2 separate regions of the Zea mays genome follow, and region 1 is linked to region 2. Evidence: chromatin contacts called from public Hi-C data. All regions are on one chromosome and are shown on one strand. Each heading gives the region's core, a stretch centred on a gene start, on an enhancer-like site or on the middle of the called end of the contact. The rest is flanking DNA. Distances are from core to core; before and after follow the strand shown.

Region 1 (4,572 bases), core at 1,578-4,077, 160 kb after region 2:
TAATTTTAATAGCCTAAACCGAGTAGCGACTCAGCAAAAAAAAACAAAGAACGTTCGAGGCCCACCGCACAATGATGGAGGAGCTAACAAGATGTTTTGGCGGTGGCTCGGTGACGAGATGTCGACGTAAAAAGTGAAAGCGTTGTTAGATAGCATTAAGATTGTTGGGTACGAGCACCTGGGTCGACGACAAGCACTAGAAGGCCGGCCCACTGTTTTTGCAGCAGTAATGGGAAGAGTGAAAGCAAGTGTGGCTAGGGGGGGGTCCAAGGTAATGGTGTTAGTTGTAATGAGGTGTCAGTGGCAGTAGGTTGCTAGGACACGATACCGAGAGCAAGTCGGGGGTCCATGTGTCAATGTTAGACAGACGGCGGGGTTAGTTGAAGAGTGAAAAGGCTAGCCCATTAAGGATAGTTCGAATAGACCTGGTGAAGCCCCAAAGCAATAACAGTTCAATTATATGTCCTTCCTCTAATGAACTACATTTCTCATGTCAGGTTGCTGTAGAGGTGGCCAACCCTGATTGCCAACAATTCCCAAGCTCACTGGTGGAGGGTGAGGGGATTCACTATGATTCCAAGCTAGGTATAACGAGCCCTCCAAGCATTCATGCCTGATATGTGTCTCACGTGTCCTATCCACCCGTGGTATGTGTGGCATGCAATAAATAGTGCATTGCTATCTTTTTAGCTTTATGGTGCTGTTGTATGTATACCGTTTCAATCCACAAATCATCATCTAAATTTATAGATTCTCAACATTAATTCGTTACCTTTGTCGCTCGCAAATACTATATCTTGTGCAACAAGTAGCCTCGTATCTCTCAAGTTTTCATGGAGCGTAGATGTTGGTTTTTATCCACATGTCATCTTATCGACACATTACTTGGTCGATGGCCGTTACTCCTAGGACCCCTAACTCACCGACCTTAGATACTCGTGCCATTCATAGCTTTGCCACCGTCAATCTAAACGGGATGCAACTAGTAACGCGTTGCCAACTTTTCCGGTTTATCTTTGGTGTTTGGGGTACCGATTCTATCCAATAATCATCACCACAACTGATTAAGTATAAACGATTCTTACCTTTTTTCTCGCAAATTCCAACTTACGTACTGAAACAAAACTTAATCAGTGCTAATAAATTATTTCAGCGGAACCCCCTCAGGAAAAAACTTGTCGATTTGAGACTACAACAGAACATCAATGCAAAAAAATCCTAGGGGTCGGCTAATTTTAAAAGCATAAACCGAATAGCGACTCAGCAAAAAAAACAAAGAACGTTCGAGGCCCGCCGCACAACGATGGAGGAGCTAACAAGACGTTTTGGCGGTGGCTCGGTGACGAGATGTCGACGTAAAAAGTGAAAGTGTTGTTAGATAACATTAAGGTTGTTCGGTACGAGCACTTGGGTCGACGACAAGCACTAGAAGGCCGGCCCACTGTTTTGCATCAGTAATGGGAAGAGTGAAAGCAAGTGTGGCTAGTGGGGGTTCCAAGGTAATGGTGTTAGTTGTAATGAGGTGTCAGTGGCAGTAGGTTGCTAGGACACGATACCGAGAGCGAGTTGGCAACGGACCGAGGGTCCACGTGTCAATGTTAGACAGACGTCAGGGTTAGTTGAAGGGTGAAAAGGCAAGCCCATTAAGGATAGTTCGAATAGACCTGGTGAAGCCCCAAAGCAATAACAGTTCAAATATATGTCCTTCCTCTAATGGTCTACATTTCTCATCTCATATTGGTTGCCATAGAGGTGGCCAACCCTGAGTGCCAGCAATTCACAAGCTCACTGGTGGAGGGTGAGGGGATTCACTACGATTCCAAATTAGGTATAAGTAACGAGCCCTCCAGGCATTCATGCCCTGATATGTGTCTCACGTGTCATATCCATCCCGCGGTATGTGTGGCATGCAACAAATAGTGCATTGCTACCTTTTTAGTTTCGTGGTGGTGTTGTATGGATACCGTTTCAATCCACAAATCATAATCTAAATTTATTGATTCTCAACATTAATTCGTTACCTTTGTCGCTCGCAAATACTATATCATGTGCAACAAGTAGACTCGTATCTCTCAAGTTTTCATGGAGTGTAGATGTTGGTTTTTATCCACATGTCATCTTATCGGCACATTACTTGGTCGATGGCCGTTACTCCTGGGACCCCTAACTCACCGACCTCAGATACTCCGTACTCGTGCCGTTCAGAGCGTTGCTACCGTCGATCGAAACGGCGTGCAACTAGTAACGCGTTGCCAACTTTTCTGGTTTATCGATCTATGTTGTTTGGGGTACCGATTCTATCCAATAATCATCACCACAGCTGATCAAGTATAAACGGTTCTTACCATTTTCATGCACGGATAATATGTACTACACACTCGTTAGCATCATGGCTAGCTTCTAGGTTTGTTGTGGAGTGTGCATGTTGATCCTGTCCACCAATTCATCCCGTCAATGTATTGTTTGCCAATCATTATTGTGCCACATTTGAATACTAACCTTGAATAAGTGTGCCATTCAAAGAGTTATCACCCTAATACACATGCTATGCGACTAGTAGTGTATCGCTCACTTATTGGGCCCCCCAAAACCTTACTAAATATGTAGTAAAAGACTAAAAGCAAATGTAAATAAGTAGTAACCATACAATAGGAGAAGATGAGAAAAGTGCGCAGACAGGCCCTCAAAACCGGCGGCTACAGCAGCGACACTGACACTGACACCAGGGAGCGGTGAGCACACCTGGAGATGGTGACGGGAATCCGCAGCTGTATACTGCCTCCCTCCACTCGGCTATCACGCTTCCCAGCCTGCAAACCCCGTGCCCACAGCTCACCTTTTTCTCCTCTGCAGCCCACGCCTCCCGATAAATTCGCAACCCAGTCCCCCCCGTCGCTCTCATTCCTCTCGGCCACAACACTGCGCGCTCCGCAGACGCCCACCAAGCTTCCGCTATTCGCCAAAAGGTCCCCTTCTGCCCTCCGCCCTATCTATCCATGGAAAGGCGGCACGGCTTCTTCGCGGCGCTGCGGGAGGAGGTGGCGCGCGGGCTGTCGCCGGCGCGGGCGCGCCGCAAGCCGGACGCCACGGACCTGGCCGCCGCGCTCAGCTTCACCGGAGTGGCAGGCGCCGGCGAGATGCTGGCGCCGCTCATGGAGGGGCCCGATCCGGAGCCCAGCGACGACGGGGACGGCAGCGGCCGCCGAGGTGCCGCGCGCGGGAGGAAGGAAGGCTGGGGCCACTGGGTGCGCGTGCAGTTCGCGCGGGCCCCGTCCTCGGCGGTCGCGCTGCGCAGCGACATCAGGATGCTCCTCGGCGTTATGGCTGCGCCGCTCGCGCCGGTCCGCGTCTGCGCCGCCGAGCCACTCCCGCACCTCAGCGTCAAGGACACTCCCATCGTAAGCGCTTCTCTCGTCTCGTCACGCTGCTGCTGCTGTGTTTTTCTTCCTTTCCCCCCCTGCCCACTTGTTTGCTCCACGTTCCTTTGCAATCAACTGTTCGACGAAATGCCGGTGCCAAGGTTTTCATGGGTGTATGTATCCGAGTTTCCTTGAATTCGTGGGCCCTGTAGACTGTAAAAAGTTCGTTACTAGTGTTACAGTGCGGTAAAAGAGTTCGTTACTAGTGACTACAATGTCTGCATGTCTGGTCACCAGGATCTTTGACTGCTCTTTAGGACTGGTATATATGACTGATTGTTTTTTTCACCGCTGTTGCCTGGTAGTATGTGTTAATTCACTGTTTGCTGTTATATGCCAGATTTTTAATAAATTTATGATTTTTTTTTTGGGTGTGATGTGCTTGTCCACAGGAAACCTCGTCCGCGCAGTACATCCTGCAGCAGTACCTCGCGGCTTCCGGAGGGCACAAGCTCCTGGCCTCCCTGCGCAGCACCTACGCCATGGGCAAGGTACGCATGGTGGCCACCGAGTTCGAGACCGCCGGCCGTCTCACTAAGAACCGCAGCGCTGGACGCGGCGGCGAGCCTGGCCGCTTCGTGCTGTGGCAGATGGCCCCTGAGATGTGGTACATCGAGCTGGCTGTCCGCGGGAGCAAGGTGCACGCGGGATGCAACGGCAAGCTCGTGTGGCGGCACACACCATGGCTCGGTGCCCATTCTGCCAAGGGCCCTGTTCGTCCGCTTCGCCGTGCCCTTCAGGTATGGCTGTTGCTGTCCATGTCCCTGTTTTGTTGGTTTTCAGTGCTAATTCAGCCACAGTCCCATAGAACATGGTTGTTCAGATTTACTCAGCTATATATATCCTGAGTGATGTTCTTTTGCAGGGCCTGGATCCGCTGACGGCGGCAAGCATGTTTGCTCGTGCGCGGTGCATCGGCGAGAGGAAGGTGAACGGGGAGGATTGCTTCATCCTGAAGCTGAGCACGGATCCTGAGATCCTCAAGGCACGCAGCGAGGGCCATGCAGAGATTATCAGGCACGTCACGTTCGGGTACTTCAGCCAGAGGACTGGTCTTCTTGTCCACATTGAGGATTCACATCTGACCCGAATTCAGTCGGCCGCGGGAGGGGACGCGGTCTACTGGGAGACCACCATCAGCTCGTCCATGGAG
Region 2 (4,370 bases), core at 852-3,351:
GGGCTGATGGACTGCAAGCAGCTGTCGCAGGACGCGTGCATGCACGCCGTGCAGAACGAGCGTCTCCCCCTACGCGTGGTCGTGCAGGTTCTCTTCTTCGAGCAAGTCCGGGCATCGTCGTCGGTTGCTTCTGCAAGGAGCGACGCTAATTCGACGTCGGGGCTCCCGTCTGCCGTTCGCTCGCTTCTTCCCAGAGAGAACGGCAACTCCATTGGCAGCTCCAGGTCAGCCGCGACGACGATGACGACGGAGGAAGAGGAGAGTGGGGTCCCGACGTCGAGCGACATCAACTCTCTGAGGTCGATGAGGCTGGCCAACAACAGCGGTGGGAGCGAGAGGAGCAGCGGCAGCAGTGACGTGAACAACAAGAGCAGCGACGACAGGAGCGCCGCCGCCACGGGGAAGGCGAAGGGGACGATGCTGATGCCGAAGAAGATGCTGAGCAAGCTCTGGTCCGGGAAAACGAACGCCGGCGAGAGCAGCAGCTCGGACACGTCGGATAGCCCTGGGTCCGCCAACCCGGAGGAGGCGAAGTCCACGCAGTCGCGGATCACATGGCGCTCGGTATCCTAGTCGCGCGCGCGCGGCGGGGGTTCAGCGGGGTCACAAGCTCACAGCCTTAGTTTTGTTCTTGGTCTTGATTTTGCCTTCGCCTAGCGAGTACAGCAGTAGCGATCTCATAACATATGGAGTTACTGCTACTGGTTTCACTTGTCATGTCGCCGATGACGTTTTCTTTTTGGCATGGGATTGCTTGTAGCTGGAGTGGAGTAGGTTTGGTCATTGGTGATGTTTCCAGCGAAGTTCCATGGGATATTTATTATGTGACCTTTTTTTCATGGTAGGAATACAAAGAAAGTAGTACAGTCCGTTATAATTGATGTATTTTTTGCAGGCAAAAATAATCATAGTGTTTTAGTTTGCTTCTTACTGCTATATAACATCCGTTATACCTATACGTAGCAAATATTCGAGTGAAATGGTGTTAAACTGCTGAGGCTAGTGATCAGAGCTCTTGTTTTCTAATACGAACTGCAGCGTCTTGTTATGAGCTGTTTTTGGCAGTCCGTTAAATCATCGAGCCTTTGTTTGGATATTTTAGTATTTACCCCTAATCTTCCAACTCGTTTAGGTATTTTAGTATTCACCCCTAATCTTCTAATTCACTCGTATTAAGGTAGATTAAAGTGTAAATTAGTTTAATTTACAAGAAGCACGACGCTGCTACTAAGTACGGAGCGCTGAGCTAGTCGTCATGGCAGCCATTCCGTAAACCCTGCCATCCTAAGAGCTTGGGGGCGTCGTGCTTTGGCACATACGTGTCCCACGGCACGACGACGACTCGTGAGGGTTGGAAACTGACGACCTTCAAGTTGGCGTACGAGGAACCGGCGTTTCCAAGCAACTATTTGCTTGAAACCAAACAGACACACAATATCGTTTGATTCAATTTAATTTGACTACCTACTCAAGCGGTTAAAAACAATCTACCATAGTAATGACGGTGCCCAGGCTCCAATTGTGAGCTGACTCTGCCACTGTCTCAAAGCTATATCTTTCGCCACTTCAATGCCATCCGCTATCAGTTTTTGAATTTGAAACGCTTCAAAACCAATAAATCGACCCATAAGTCCGATAATAAAATATAAACTTTAGCAGGGCCTCCACTATAGCCAGGACACTCAAATCCTCCTTTCATGTGCTTCCTGGTGGGTGTCCCTCAACTGCCATAGTAGATACAGATGATGGAGGTGTTTCATTCAGCATTTTCAGCTTTTGGGCACCAAAACTGATGTGGTCCGTCAAACATTTAGCTTTTCACCATGTTTTGTCAGAATCACTTTGGTGAAAAACATACACAATCAACGTCAACACAGAATCAGGCAATGAGGCAAGTCATCGCGTTAGTAAAAATTCATCAATTTTTAGATCCTAAACTCTATAAACATCTTTCTCTTTCTCCGCACATAATCAATACTTATATTCTTCTCACAGTCAGATTTTTCCTACAACTAGATTGACAATTTTTATCAGTTTTCACCGCTTTATCGTGATAAATCGGTTACGGGTGGACGCCGGTTTTAACCCTTAAACCGGTGTTCTGAACCGCGCAACTTACTACCAGCATGTTAGTGTATAGTCTTTCTATTTTCTTTCTTCTCTCTCCTCAGTCTGTTCTTCCTACTCCCGATCCATTCGCAGAGGGCAGCAGCCACCTCCTCTCCCCGCGGCCGAGCTCGCGCCTCGCCCGCCGCCTGAACTCGTCTTGCCTGCGGCCGATCTCCCCCCTCCGTTCGCCGCGCCGCAACCCGGAGAGGAGACCGCGCTCGGTCGAGCACCCCCTGGGGCAGCGTCCTCGCGACCAGCTCCGGCGCGGCGTCCGCCCTCAGCAGCCCGGGTGTCCCCGGGAACGTCTCCGGCGCGGCCGGCACACAGCTCGACAGGTGTGTCTCCGTCCGTACAGCGCCACGATCTTCTCTCTCCTTCGTACGCCAACAGCTCGTCCCTCTCGATTCTGGTCCAGTTTCAGATCGGCCCTCGCACTAAAAATGTCATTACGCACCCAATCCGCTTGTCGTAATTCCTAGGTAAAACCGTGTGCCCAGACCCTAACATACTATTCGTAATCGGATCTGAATCTAATTACAAGTGTATATGCGTGCATTATGCCTACTAATTTCAATTGCTTTGCAAAAATCATCGAGTGTACATGTGTACACTACACCCATATCATATGCCCCTGATTACAAGTAGGTTATGTCTATAAACTTTGTTTACTTTTTGAAGAAATTATTGGATCCATTTCCTTTACTGGCTCTGCTCTTGAAATCGAGCTTAGGGCTAAGCGATGTTGCAATAAAAAAACTAGCACTTGGAAATTGGAATCCGAGTAAGATCTAGTTCGGACAGTGCAGTGGCAGATCATTTTCTCTTGCCAAGGTTTGTAATGTCTTATAGAAAAAGCTTGCTTTTCACTGCTTGGATTCTAGCAAGATCTGGCTTTCAAAGTTTAGACTTGTAGAGTGGCATGTTCAATCATTTTCTAGGAGCAACATTTGTTTTTTTCTCTAGAAGCCAAATCCAAGTTTACTTATGCAAGTTTTGTTTCCTCCCTGAAATCTCTGGGGTGTAGAGGTTGTGACAGGTTTTATGCCTTTATATCACTCTTAAAAAAAGTCAAGCATGCTCAAATCTTGTGCATAGTTTCAACTGTTCTTTTAGTTGTTCAGCTAAGTTGAAGTATCCATTTGGAGTTCTGATGTTTCTATATGTTGCTCCTTTGTTGTTTTTTGACAGGCTTTTCAGTTCAGTGCAGTGTACCAAGATTCTCTGTTAATTTGTGTATGAGATCAGTTAACTGATAAAGACATGTGAAGAACCAGTGATCAGTAATCTGTACGCTTCAGATTGTAGTATCCTTGAGATGGATGGAAGAGAATCAGGCTTATGGTAAATCCTGGTGAATATTCATGGGAGGTCAGCAAGTTCTGGCCTGACTAAGACTAGTAAAAATACGGTGCTTCATCTCAGATCATCAATGGTGAGAATGAGGTTCCCGAAACGTTATATAATAGTATTGTTGACATTCATCTGCACAAATGTTTGCTACATTGAGCGTGTGGGTTTCTCAATTACCTATACTGTTGCAGCTGATGCCATCGGTGTGAATCAAGCCAACAAGGGCATGATACTCTCTATGTTCTATTATGGTTATGTTTTATCACAGATTCCTGGTGGATGGGCAGCACAGAGAATAGGAGGTAGACGTGTCCTGCTACTGTCATTTGTATTGTGGTCAATGATATGTGGTTTAATTCCACTTGATCCCAACAGAGTAACCATTCTGGTCCTTTCTCGCCTATTCGTTGGTGTAGCACAAGGTTTCATATTTCCTGCCATTCACACTGTCCTGGCACAATGGGTGCCGCCGCAGGAGCGCTCTCGCTCAGTATCTCTTACTACCTCAGGGATGTATCTTGGTGCAGCCTGTGGCATGCTTTTCTTCCCAAGTCTGGTGAAGCACATGGGACCCCAGTCAGTTTTTTTTGTTGAAGCAGTGTTGGGAGCAGCATGGTCTGTAATATGGCTGAAATTTTCCAGTGACCCACCCCGTACTGATCTTCCAAAGGTATCAATGCCAAAAGTGCCATCTCGAGACATGATTAAGGCACAAGCAGGAGGGGTTGTGGCACCTCGCACGGTAAAGATCCCGTGGCGAAGGATAATATTCAGCCTACCTGTTTGGGCAATAGTTGTGAACAACTTCACGTTCCACTATGCCCTCTATGTTCTTATGAACTGGCTCCCTACCTATTTTGAGCTAGGCCTTAAGCTTAGCCTCCAGGATATGGGTTCCTCAAAGATGCTTC

What was found. A called contact is a pair of places that touch in the nucleus more often than the background predicts.
Region 1: a Hi-C map of leaf shows a contact between it and region 2, with 6 times the contacts expected there. The contact joins the promoter of LOC103626058 here to the promoter of LOC100282593 in region 2. A contact is called at or near these places in 3 of 25 Hi-C or Micro-C datasets (ear, leaf and tassel).

The regions. Positions count from the first base shown.
Region 1 is chr5:19,624,995-19,629,566 of Zm-B73-REFERENCE-NAM-5.0, forward strand. LOC103626058 reads left to right here and starts at 2,828. Exons shown (of 3, transcript XM_008646439.4): 1 at 2,828-3,398; 2 at 3,812-4,159; 3 at 4,285-4,572. The coding sequence starts at 2,997.
Region 2 is chr5:19,469,415-19,473,784 of Zm-B73-REFERENCE-NAM-5.0, forward strand. LOC100282593 (inorganic phosphate cotransporter) reads left to right here and starts at 2,102. Exons shown (of 2, transcript NM_001155501.2): 1 at 2,102-2,444; 2 at 3,298-4,370. The coding sequence starts at 3,539. LOC100278373 reads left to right here. Exons shown (of 4, transcript NM_001291792.1): 4 at 1-879. The coding sequence ends at 573.